Linked DNA regions of Sus scrofa: region 2 is linked to region 1. A link is a contact called in public Hi-C data. All regions are on one chromosome and are shown on one strand. Each heading gives the region's core, a stretch centred on a gene start, on an enhancer-like site or on the middle of the called end of the contact. The rest is flanking DNA. Distances are from core to core; before and after follow the strand shown. Region 1 has its middle 150 kb from the start of ALDH8A1. Region 2 has its middle 330 kb from the start of SGK1.

What was found. Hi-C and Micro-C count contacts between places; a contact is called where the count stands out from the background.
Region 2: a Hi-C map of skeletal muscle shows a contact between it and region 1, with 3 times the contacts expected there. The contact joins two enhancer-like sites. A contact is called at or near these places in 1 of 47 Hi-C or Micro-C datasets (skeletal muscle) and 1 of 2 datasets of contacts at active chromatin or transcription factors (alveolar macrophages).

What each region holds. Positions count from the first base shown.
Region 1 is chr1:29,203,683-29,210,346 of Sscrofa11.1, reverse strand. No RefSeq gene overlaps it. Among named protein-coding and RNA genes, the nearest start is that of ALDH8A1, 150 kb to the right of the region's middle. Within about 2 kb of position 3,141, at least 18 of the 83 cell types and tissues checked have an H3K27ac peak or open chromatin away from gene starts, as enhancers often do. A contact at or near this core is called in skeletal muscle, where this site is marked.
Region 2 is chr1:29,414,689-29,421,352 of Sscrofa11.1, reverse strand. No RefSeq gene overlaps it. Among named protein-coding and RNA genes, the nearest start is that of SGK1, 330 kb to the left of the region's middle. Within about 2 kb of position 2,917, at least 2 of the 83 cell types and tissues checked have an H3K27ac peak or open chromatin away from gene starts, as enhancers often do. A contact at or near this core is called in skeletal muscle, where this site is marked.

The DNA of each region.
Region 1 (6,664 bases), core at 1,892-4,391:
GACACCCAGGAAGAAGATATTGGAGTGGAAAGAGGAGAAAAGTCAAGGAGGCCTCATGGAAACTGAATACAACCTATACAGTTCCCCTTGGGGACTCCCAGCAATAGCTGAGAAGGTGGAGTCTACTTCACAGAGGTCTAAAGTCAAGGGAAGAAAAGCCAGTAACACAGGTTTTCCTTCTCATAGGATTGATTTTCACCCTGTGTAATTCATATATTTTGGAACCAAAATTCTCTTGGTTACTGAAAGTAGAAATAAATTTCATTATACTTGGATTTTAATTAAGGCAAAGTTGCAGTTCCAGAAAATTTTTTGTGTGCTGGTTTCTATACACAGAAAACTAAAAGGGGACGGTGGCAAAATTATCGGAAGAAAATATTATTTCAAGTGATAAGCACAGATCAATTTTTTTAAATGGAAGTTCGTTTCACTTTAGAGAAATACGCTCAAGTTGAGTTTGTGTCTCAATGGTTATAAATCTATGTTATTTATCTGATCAATATCTACTGGATCTTCCTGACTGAAATTCTCATCAGCACCCAAAAGTTCATAGTGTTTTCAGCATGGAACTTTCCATGAAGATTTAGAGCCCTTTGCCTTTGAATATGCATGATCTCAATCCCATCTGAAATGAGGAAGTGTGGCAACATAAATACTATATATGCAATTCTGATCTCTGCAGAAACAATAATCTGTTTTATTTTGTCTTGAAAATACTAATATTTTACTAAAATATGCCAATTTATTTGTTAGAAGAAAATATAGATTCATCACTGAGGAAAAAAATCTGAAAAAAAACTGTACCCCTATTTGCCACAGAGCCACATAGATATGGCAAAGAACACAGGTACCAGTAAATCTTAAAGACTATTTTCACTGGACCCCCTTATGTTTACAAACAAGAAATGGGCTTTTGGGGACCCAGTGGCAAATCCAGTACAAGAATGTTATCCTCTTAAGGCTGAGCCTGGTGCTTTTCCCACACTGCCAAAAAACTGAGTCAGTCCCTGGGTTCCTCCAACATCAGTTTCTAGAATGAGGCTGTACATGTTTTTTCCTGAGCTCAGAGAAGAAACCAGGTACCCATCTCTGTTTCACTCTCCTGCCCATTATAAGCATTGCCTTAAGGCACATTCTCTTCTTAGCTATGGAGTTGACATTAGGGACAATTCTCTTCAAAAATTTAGGAAAGTGAAGCAAATACGAGGGCCTATGATGAGAAGCGGGCATTCACTCTTTCCCATCGTTCCCGTCCACATTTGAGGTTTTATGTCAAACACTTCTTAAGACGAAGGATATTTGACTCACGAAACCTGGAAGAATACTGAGCAGCATTTGGACATTGTGACCTCCTGCCATATTCCATTCTGTTCACAGTAATTGACTAAAGCTGACACCTATCATTGAATAAAGAATTGTATGTAGGTTTCTGACCTCTTCCTCCACTTGGATAAATGGACCTATTCAAATGCACTCCAATATACGAGTGCATGGGTAAGCAAATATCTAGACAGCCCTAAAGATATGTATTAAGTAGGAAAGGGTTTCAATACATTAACAGTGAGGAGTAAAGAGCGATCATTATACTTGCTGCCAAATTTCTAGGAAATTGACTAAGCACCTGATTCCATAACCATTAGCTGTGAAGAAGGAAAATGGAGCAGCAAAACATAAAGCTGCATATAACATGATAGCCATGAAAGAAGAGCCAAAGAGAAGACTAGCGATGAATTACAGCAAGCCTGTCTCACTGTATCTGGTTGAGTAAGTGCTGGAATGGGAAATCCCATATCAAGTTCCATGTTCCACTGGGTTGTGTCACATAGAGTGCCAGGAGCACTTACAGACTTAAGAAAATTTCCACTGGCTTTCTTTTCATTCCACAACGGAAGGGAAAGAAGATACTGTCAGAAAGTGCCTGGGCAGCTCTGAGTTTGTGTGAGGATATAAGAGGTTCATTAGGCTATTTATTACTGTGTGAACCTCCCACCAAGACCAATTTCACAGGTGGTATTCCTAAAACCAAGCAAGCACTGAGGCTGGCTGACATTCCAAGCTCACTCCTCATTCAAGTAGCTACTACAACCTTCAGCATTGTCTGCAGACCACAGTTAGATTTTGTAATACCCAGAGATTACCAAGCTATTTGCACAACTTCTAATTTTCAACATTTTTCCACTTCCCTCCCCAAATTTAAATAGGTCATTGCTATTTTTATTCCTCCTCGAGTTTATTTGGTTCTGAAAACTGGTGCTTAAAATCATTTCCTCATTAATGGGAAAGAAAATTAAAAAAAAAAAGAAGGGACTCTCAGATGAATATTTCATAGTCAGATTCCATCCAGTAGAGTTATAAGAGGTCCACAAGGCAGGGCACTTTTAAGCATCATTTGAAGGATCCAGAGATGCATGATTTATGTCTGTGATCTATGAATCACAGCCATGCCCTGGCAGAGACATCAAGATGACACTTTTAGTGGGGTGTTCCAGGAAAGCCCTGAACAAATAGGAGAAGGACTATCTGTCTGAAGTTCACAGCTGAGAGAGTAATGGAAGGGACATTCAGAGGTCAGACAAAGGAGGTGACCAGGGAAATTCAGTGGATTATATAGGTCCTCACTGTTAGAGCCTCCCCATCCATCACCTCTTTACCTTTGGTTTTTGGCCACTTATCTAACACAGCCTGGCTTGTCAACAGCTAGTGGAGGTTACCCCAAGGACACACAGAGACACTGATGCGTGGAAGTCATGGCAGCAGCAAACCCAGGTTAGGTTTCAGTCAAGCCATTTAAGTCTCAATGGAAAGATTTTTTTTTCCCCTTCTGCTCAATAACACATTCATACCAACTGAACAGGAAGCAGACAAGTTCAGTACAAGTTCAGCTTCCACCCCACCTCTTCCCTGTGCCTGGGTTTAAGACAGGCTGCAGGACCTAAACTTAGTTTCACATTACACCCACACATACTTTGGCTCCATTGTAAAGGGAGGTCAGCAGACAGCCTATAAAACATGAAACACAAATCAGAGTTCTTATGGATGCATTTCCAGGAGATATAATCACTGGCACATTCTACCTCTCGGGATTGTAATCTTTGGCTCACCTCCCCTGCCTGCTCCAGATGGCCTGTGGGTGGGGAGTGCAGGACCAGGCCCTTCTAGATCACATCCTTCATGCGCATCACGCTCTCAATGACAAAGAGTCTGAGGTGACAGCACGACAGCAAAAGCAGATGGGAGTCATAGTTTTAGTCATTTCCCATATTTCTCCATTTTTTTTCACAAGCCAAGAAGACTGCTGATGGTATTTGACAGCAGATGTCAGTGACCCGCAGGGATGACAGTCCAGCAGTAGTGATGGAGCAGGGGTGAGCCAGGCCAGCTGGACTTGATGAATGTCAGATTAGAGCAATAGTCAAGTCACACACATGGTAAATAGACATGGCATTCAAGTATAAGGAAGGCTGTAGATATGTATGTATATGTGATGAGACCACACCAGCATTCCAGGGGATCTTAACACAGAAAATGATTTCTATGGCCAAGTATAGTTGAGAAAAACTGCGTTAAACAAAGACTGATTTCTTAGTGCAGGATTTCTCAGGACTTTAGGATGCTATTGTGTATGAACAGATCTTCAAGAAGCAATTTTCCCGTCAAATTCTTCTTTTAATGAGAGTTTATTAACATTTCATGGGACAGGTACTCCATTTGATAAATGCTGGGCTGGATAATTACTATACTGCATAGTTTCTATTCAATGTGAGGCTTTAAGAAAATAATTATTGACATTTCTCTCCATTCATTATTTTAGGTTCTACTATTTAAGCGGCTAATGGTAGTGCTAAGAAACAAAATAGGTGACATTAGAAAAACTGATCTAAAAAATGGGAAATGATACAAAGCAACTAAACTTTGAGCTGATAAAGGACCAATAAACCATCATCCTAAATACCCAGTGCTTCCAAAGATAGAAAATAATTTCTGGAAAATACTGAACATGGTTGAGTAAAGATTTGTGATGTAAAAAAACCTGGGGAAAGAGTTCCCTGGTGGCTCAGGATGTTAAGGATCCGGTGTCGTCACTGTTCTGGTTCAGGCAAAAAGGAAAAAAAAAAAAAAAATCTGGGGAAAAACAGCCAAAGAGATGAATTTATACGTAGCTTCAGAAAAATTACATTGTTGATAAAACGGTATAAATGACAATGTGATTGTTATACTATTCCATTAATAACTACTCGTTAGCTCAAGTATCAAGATGCTCACTTCCTTTAAAAGCCACTGATGTCTCATTTCAAATACCAGTAGATACAGTATTTGGGCTTATTTTTTTAATATGGGAAACAGACTACCCTCAAGATTAAAAAAAGAAGACTGTGAACATGCTGTGTAATGTACTTTAGAAAACCTGAAATTCTACAAAAGGAAATATGAATAAAAAAACAAACTTTGGAGTTCCCATCGTGGCTCAGTGGTTAACGAATCCGACTAGGAACCATGAGGTTGCGGGTTCGATCCCTGCCCTTGCTCAGTGGGTTAACGGTCCAGCGTTGCTGTGAGCTGTGGTGTAGGTTGCAGACGCGGCTTGGATCCGCGTTGCTGTGGCTCTGGCGTAGGCTGGTGGCTACAGCTCCGATTCAACCCCTAGCCTGGGAACCTCCATATGCCACAGGAGCGGCCCAAGAAATAGCAAAAAAAAAAAAAAAAAAAAAAACAAACTTTAAATGATATTAAATTGTTCTCTTGCAAAGAAATGGAAAATCTTTTAATCCTCTTAGCAAAGAAATACTTTCAGAAGTGTAGACTTAAATTCTTCTTTTTTTTTTTTTGTCTTTTCTAGGGCCGCTCCCAAGGCATATGGAGGTTCCCAGGCTAGGGGTCCAATCGGAGCTGTAGCCATCGGCCTACGCCAGAGCCACAGCAGAGTGGGACCCGAGCCGCATCTGCAGCCTAAACCACAGCTCACAGCAACGCCAGATCCTTAGCCCACAGAGTAAGGCCAGGGATCGAACCCGCAACCTCATGGTTCCTAGTCAGATTCGTTAACCACTGAGCCACGACGGGAACTCCCTTAAATATTTTTTAGAAGGGTTTTGCTATGTGTATTGCAAACTGAGATAGATAAGCCTTTATGTAAGCATTATTACCTTAAATATGTATGTAAATTGTTAAATTTTGATTGGGCAAATTTGCTTCATCTCCGAAACATAAATATGCTTGTATATTTAGTTACAAGAATAATGATGTGAGATTGGGTTGTGGACAGTGAAAAAGAATGTCTGGCTGTGGATTTTTGCTATTGTTATCAAAAGCCAATTCCTAGGAATTTTGTTCTTGTTCCATGATATCTTAAAATATGAGAATTTGACTAGCTCTCTTAAACCCATACACAGACATGTATGTATGTTTATATATATGTATATATGTATGTGTACCCCAAAGTACCCTGAATTATCAACCATTTATGTTTGTGAAAATATCAAAGTGAAGAAAACACTAAAAACTACATAGACTATTTTCCCTTACCTGATATGCACCTTAAGAAAAATTTAATAACTTTGTACCCATGTGGAGCTAATCATGAGACTCCTGTTTCCTCTCAATAAAACACTAGCATTATTTTTTTAAGTAGAATTAGCACGAACTTGTGGACTTTTTTAATTGTCTCATTAATAAAGCCACCATGTGGAGAGGTCAAACATACATCACAACCACACTCAGGAACTGCAATTTTAAAATTTGATCAGGTTAAATGTTCTCTATTTGCTGCAGATAAAGAATGGCATTAACAAGTAAAACTGTCACATCTTTTCAGCGTGCTTCCCTATTTTTCAGTATTTATTATACAAATGCCTTGTGTCACATTATGGATTATATTGCAGATATTCATCATTACTGGATATGATGCTGAAAATGGGGCTTTATTTTCTTCTTCTACATTGGCTCAGAAAGGGCAGTCAGAGACATGTGAATGGATCTGAGTGCAATAATGAATCATGGAACAAAGGACTATCCTTAATATTTAACAGAGCTAGATCAGGTTCCATCTGCTTAATTACCAGCCATCACTTTTTTTTTTTTTTGTTCTCACAACTTTGACATGACACAGAGCAGTCACTGGAATGTTTTTGTTATTTTAGAAAAATGTCTTCAACAGTGGTAAGAATGCCTTGGAATGTGGCTTAAAGAGATGCCCTCTAGGATAAAGCATTTGACCTTTTAGAAAGAGCAAGTTTTTCTTTCTCATATGTTTGGAAAAAAACTGAGTGCACTGCAACACCAACTTTATTGTACTTTCTGTTCAGTCGTAGAAAATTTTGAGCAAATGCAGGCAAATGTACACAAATGCATTAAGCTCAACATACTGTTCTGTCCCAAAGCCATAATAAGAGTAGTTGTCATTCACCTAAGGCAATTTAGACCAAATTGTCCAAACATACACAGAAAACCCAATTCCTATCTTATCTCAGGGTTCTGATGTATTTGTGATAAAGCAAGGAATCTGCTTTTAAAATTTTTTCTGGTATTTATCATACATGATATGAAGACAAAAAATGTAAAAAAGAAAGAAGTTTTTCAAAGACCAGAATCAAAAACTTCATTTTGATATTGCCTCTAAGAAAGAGCCAGGGTAATTTTTCTGTTAAGTCTGATCACATTGCTTTCC
Region 2 (6,664 bases), core at 1,668-4,167, 210 kb before region 1:
CTGATGTGGCACACGTTCGATCCCTGACCTAGGAACTTCCACATGGAGTGGGCATGTCCAAAAAAAAAAAAATAATTAAAGGTAAAAAAATTAACCTTGACCCTCACCATGTATCACAAGCAAAAATTCACAGATAAATGTACAGGAGAAAAATTCTGTGATTTGATCAAAGATTAATCCAAAGGGCACAGAAAGCACTGATGATAAAAGACAATATTGCTAAAGGACATTAGCAAAATTAAAAACTTAGGTTCTTAGATACACAGACTGAAAGAAATAAAAAGGCAAGCTGTAAATTGAGAGAAAATACTTGTAAAGCATATGTCTGTCAAAGGACTTGTGTCCAGAATCTATAAAGAATTCTTACAATCCTATATAAGCAGACAAACACAATAAAAAAATTTGGCAAAAGATTTGAACAAATTCTTCACACAAGGAGATATACAGATGGCAAATAAACATATAAAAGTATACTCAATATCTCTAGTCATCAGAAGAATGCAAACTAAAACCACAAAGAGATCCTATTACATACTCACTAAAATGGCCAAAATTAAAAGCATTGACAATATCAGGTGCCAATGAAAAATGTGGAGCAACTGGACTTTCATATAGTATTAGTGGACCAAACTATTATGGTCCCTTTGGAAAACAGTATGGCAGTGTCAAGTTTAAACGTACTTTTATCATCCAACTCAGCAATCCCATTTCTATATATTGAAGTGAGAAATTAAATAGATATCCACATAGAGACTTTTATATGAATGTTATAGCAGCATTATTCATAAACAATAAAAGTAGAAACAACTGAATGTCTATCAGTTGGTGAATTCATACTGTGAAATACCAGAAGCATCATCATGGAACACAATATACAGAGCATAAATAAACCTAAAAACAGTCTAAAGGAAATAAGTCAAACCAAAAGACTATTTATAGTATTACTTTTTTTACATTAAACTCTTAAAAAGGCAAAGACCTAGTGTCAGAATGAACAGTGATCTCTGGGATCAGAGATTTAAGGAAGACATTAACTGCAAAGACATTAGGTTGTGTCTATTGGCTTGACACCCATCATGAGGTGAATCCAGTTTTCAGGTAAAACTCACAAAAAAAAAAAAGCCTATGAGGTTCATAGTATATATAGAAAAATCATTGTGGTCCAGAGAAGTTAAGTGCCCAAGGGCACACTGCTAGGATCAAAGTTAGACTAGAACCCAGTCCAGTTCTGGATTCTTGCCATTTTATCCATCTTAGGTAATGCTACAGAGAAACAGCTCTACCATCACTACCACCCATCCCAAACTTCATGGACTTGTCTCTTTTTTGTTTCTTTCAGTTACCATGTTATTTTTTAATTCATTAATCCTTTAAGTCATTAAACCAGGATTTACTGAAGTGAGCACCTCCCTGTGCCCGGAATATATTAGGTGCGTACCGGGAAGGAGTTCAAAGTCTAGTGTGGAGACAGAAAAGTGAACAGATTCTGATAGTTGCCAGGATACAGGGAAGTAGAGTGTGAGATGGGAGTGAGCCCCAGAAGAGACATCTAAAACAGATTCTGGCACCAGGAGGAGGCTGGAGCAGGTGAACTTTTGAAAGAGATGAGGTCTGCACCCAGCCAGCCAAGTGAAATAGCAGGGGAGATGATCCTGCGGAAGAAGCAGCTAGAGCACAGACATGGCATCACGAGATGTGCAGCCTTCTCTGGAACTGCATGGAAATTTGTTCAATAGGTAGGTTGAGTGGTGAAGGGGAGACTTGCGAGTTAAATAGGGGTCAACTCATAAAAGGCTCTATATGCTTGGTGAAGGCCTTTGAATTTTATGCTGAGGCAAAGGCAGGGCATTCAAGGATTTTAAGCTCCTTAAGCAAAAGGATTTTGTGTTTTGGAAAGATCCTGATAGCTAGATTAGGAAGAAAGGAAGAGTCAAGCTACTGTTGCTATTACGCTGGCACAACATAATGTGTCAGACAGCTGCAGTGAAGAAAGATGAGAGGGAGCGATGAAGAGGACTGGTTGGTTTACCCTCCCACCTCCCAACCAGTCAGGAGGTTTCTTTCTCTTATCCCCCTCTTCTCTTTAAAAGAAGAAAGTATAAAGCATTGGTGGGTCCCAGGCTTGGACCTAAGTAGCTGGTAGCGATGCTTACTGAGATGAGCATGCCAGAGGGCCAAGGCGTGTGATGCTCCTTCCTTGATGGAACCTCAAGCAACTCTTCCTAACAACCACATGGTACTGGATAGTTATCTACATTGTTCTTTCACATGCAGTTTGGTTATTCTTCAACAGAAATATATATATATATGTATACTCTTTTCTAGTTCTTTGATCATAGCATTATTCACCCATTAATAACCTCTGATATGAATTTGCAAATAAAGTCCACTAGCCAGATGGGATTTATTGATTCTCTAACCAGGAAAACATGCATGCACAAAAAGCCCTGCCCTTTCTTTTCTTCTTCTTTCCTTTTTTTTCTTCCCTCTGTCTTTTTCTTTCCTTCCTCCATTTCTTCTCTATTCTTCCATTTCTCTCTCTTGCTCTCACTCTCTCTCTTTCTTTGTTAATCCGAGAGAAACATTTTCTCCAAACTCAAACTGATTTCTCTTATTGGTTCTAGCACAAACATTTGCATCTGTAAAATCTGGAGTTGGATAGAAATGTGATACTGAGTTTGACATTTCTATGGAACGTTCCATCAAATATCCCCTTCTTACCATCCCCTTGCTCTTCCCATGACCCATGGTTTAGCCTCTGCAAGATGGATTACATTCTTTCTTCCAGCTGGCATGAAGATACCACCTCATGGGAAGAAGTTTAAAAATAATTGTAAGCTCATTAAATGTAGCAGTATCTGGGTGAGAGGGAGGATACAGCATGAGGGGAGAGTGGACACAGGAGATGGGAGAGGGCACATGTTTCCATTTATAAGCAAGAGCTTTAAAACTGTGCCAAGCAAAGCTGCTGGGGGACCAAGGCAGAGTAAGAACGTGAGCACAAATCACCACATCTGACTATGACAAAATACTTTGGCTGAAGCAGTAAAAAGACTTTAAGGTAACTTTTTGGGAACTTTCAATCATTGTTCCATTGCCATCAACACATGATATACAAGGCTGATGAAAAGAACAGTACACTGGGAAGCCAGCCACAAACTCAAATTATGGGTTTTCCATAGACTTGTTATAAGAATTAAAAAGACTTTTCATGGATTTGGGCTTCAATATCCTGACCCATCAACAAATAAAACAATAACTGCTACCTCAAAAGACTTTATAAAAATATACTGAGATAACCTTTGTGGAAATTTTTCCACTATAAATTTCATTTAGTATTGCTGAAACTGCACAACTCAGATTGGAACTTGAACCCATGAGCTGGGACTCTAATGCAGCCAAAATCCATGTTGGGACTTGAATCCACTGTCTTAATTAATGTCATTCTCTTAAAAGTTGTCCCCTGCCCCCTTCCCTCCTGTTCATTAGCAATTATTATTATTATGGAGAGAAAAAAATTTTCAGAGTTAGAGAGTATTTACTTTTTAAAAAAGCAAGGCATAAGAAAAAATAATTCATGGGGAAAATATTTTTTTATAAAATTCTGATCTCCTTCTAAAACTTTAGATTAAAATAATGAGCATTTTAATCTTTAGTGGAGACCATTACGACAATAAAAACAATTTCTTCCCATGTAGACTATTTTTGTTTTGACTCTTGAATAAGCATCACATGGGAATATCAGTTAAAGGGATAAAAGCTGAAATGATGAAAATAAATTTTAGCTTCTTAAAAATATCACAAAAATCATTTTTGCTGTAAAATAAACTTTTTGGCAGATACAATGGTATTGGACCTTCACTGTGATGAAATTACATCAAGCATTTTAATTAATTTTTGGTTTTCTTAGAATTTGGCTTTATTTTTATAGCATGTATTCAACTGCTGAATGCAACATTATCTAATTTTGTTTCAGCTTCTGTAACTCATAAGCAAAGGTCATGATGTACTTGCAACTTTATATAAATTGAGACATAGAAGATCATTAGGAATCAAGATCTTTTCATACTTTCATCACCAAATAGGAGCTCTAGCTACATTCTGGTAGTGAATTTGGACAACTTTCAAGTTTCAGGTTTTGCTAAAAAGGGCTATTAAACAAACCAAAACCTTCTAAATAAATGTAGTACATCCCAGAACATTTCCCCCAGGCAGGCAAATCTGGTTCATTGGGGATAATGACTTATCGGTAGCAAGTGAACCATTACACACAATCCATATAACTAGACTCCGAATGTAGCTGCATCCAAATATTAGTGGAGTAAGTAGTAAAACATTCCTTTCCAATAATGATGACTTAATCTCAAAAACATATTAGTAATAAATAGCCAGGGTTTAATTTCTTTAAAATCTGTATGCAGAGACGTAGATTATTTTTTCCATGACGTAACAACCTACTTCCTGTCCAACTCACTAGAGAGATTAGTGTCTAACTTGGCAATTAAAACACAGATACATCAGGACACACACAAAGAAAGTACTGCAGCTGTTACCCTTTATCATTTAGTCAGCTGGATGGAGCAGAAGACAGTAAACTCCAGACCATTTTGCTGGATTTAATCAGGCTTTCTGTGCGAGAACCTAAACAGGATGGTCTTTACTTTGAGGAGCTCAGAGTCAGGGAAAGCAATTGTCCATGTACCATGATAGAGCCATCTACAAACCAGCAGTTCTTACTTAATTATAACAGAATAATTATTGTTATGTTAGGGATAAAGACAGTCAATTTCACTACCTCTCTTGTTATGAGTAAACAGTTTCACCATCATAAAGTGAGACACAGCAGCAAATGAACAAAATCTGGAAAAGGAAATACAGCTGGTATTGCAGTAGTGGATTGAGAGTTAATTTCATTTTTCTATCTTTTATTGTTTTTAATGTTATTTTCTTTGTCTTTTTTTTTTTTTTTTTTGTCTTTTCCAGGGCCTCACCCGCAGCATATGGAGGTTCCCAGGCTAGGAATCTAATCGGAGCTGCAGCCATCTGCCTACGCCAGAGCCACAGCAATGCCAGATCCAATCTGTGTGTGTGACCTACACTGCAGCTCACGGCAACACCAAATCCTTAACCCGCTGAGTGAGGCCAGGGATTGAACCTGCAACCTTGTGGTTCCTAGTCAGATTCGTTAACCACTGAGCCATGACAGGAACTCCTTAATGTTATTTTCTATCATGAAACTCCTGATAGAGTAACAAATGCTCATTAACCTAGAACATACTCATGGAGAATTTTAAGTTATGTGAGTATACACTAGTCTTGTTTAATTTTGTGCCAGATGTGAAAGATATGTTAACACAAATTACAGACAAAAGGAAGTTCTGTTTGGGGAGTAGGAGGTTGGCTTAATCTGAGAGCAAATTATTTCTAAGTATTACTTTGATCCATGTCTATACAATCTTCATGCTAGGAACACACAATTTAAAGTCTTGGCTTCAGCAGATTTATCAAGACCAAAGGTGACATTTCTGTGACCATTACTCTAAGTACTTGAAAATGATGTAATTGACTTTCTTTAAGAATCTTCTATAATTGAAGACTACTTTAATTACCTAGTAACTTGTCTTACCAACTCTGAGCTCTCACTGTCTTCCTCCACCCCCACTGCCTCCAAACCTAGCTTCCCTGGTCAACTTTCCTAAAGCTTTGCTTCCTAAAGCCATGGCCCATGACTACTCTTCTGCTAAACACCCCGGTGGCACCCCGGTGCCCACTGAACACTTTTGATTTTTTTTTCCCCCAATACTTTTCACATACAACCTTCTCTTCTAAATCCCCGACAAAAAAAAAAATTCCAGTTTCTCCTCCTTAAAAATCCTTCTCAGTCCTTTCAGAGTATCCAAATCCTTCCTTGTCTGCCAACTTAATGTACCATCCAACATGTCTTCCTCCAGAATCAGAGCCCAATTTGATGGTTCTTATTTCTGAATTCCCATGAAAACATATTACATATCCTTCTATGACCACAAAAGCATAAATAACCTTGGATTATTTCAAAATACCTAATATATATTGACCTAACTATTTTTTTAATCAGTTCAATGTTCCTTAAGACACTTGCTATTTATTATATTTATTTTGGGCCTCTCTAGCATCTAGTATATACCCAAGAGTTGGTAAATTGTAATAACATGGCCTAGAGTAGATACTCAATGAACACTTGTTGAAAGAATGAAGGTGGAGAACACTGTCCCCAGCCAGAAACCATGATTCTGGTTCCAACTTTGCTCTGTTTTAATCAGAGTGATATTGGCTAAAGCAGTTAATATTTTTGGTCTTCCTTTTTCTTATCTGTGAAAGGAGCCAAGTAAAAGAGATGAGCTTTCATTTCAGGCTTGTTCTACTTCCAGGGAATATCTACCTCACTCTGTCATCCAAGCCTCCTCTTCCCATAAGAATACTTGTCAAGGGTGATGGAAGAACTTCCTTTCAGTAAGTCCTCACCCAGCATCCACAGGGAAAACTTGCCAGGACAATGTGCTCCCTATTGCTCTCTTTTCTGTTAGTTCTAACTTTCGTCCTATATCTGGAAATTCCTTGGAATTTGGACACACACAAATAGCTTCCGCAAACTTGAGAAATAGGCCTGACTTTAGAGACTCCGCCA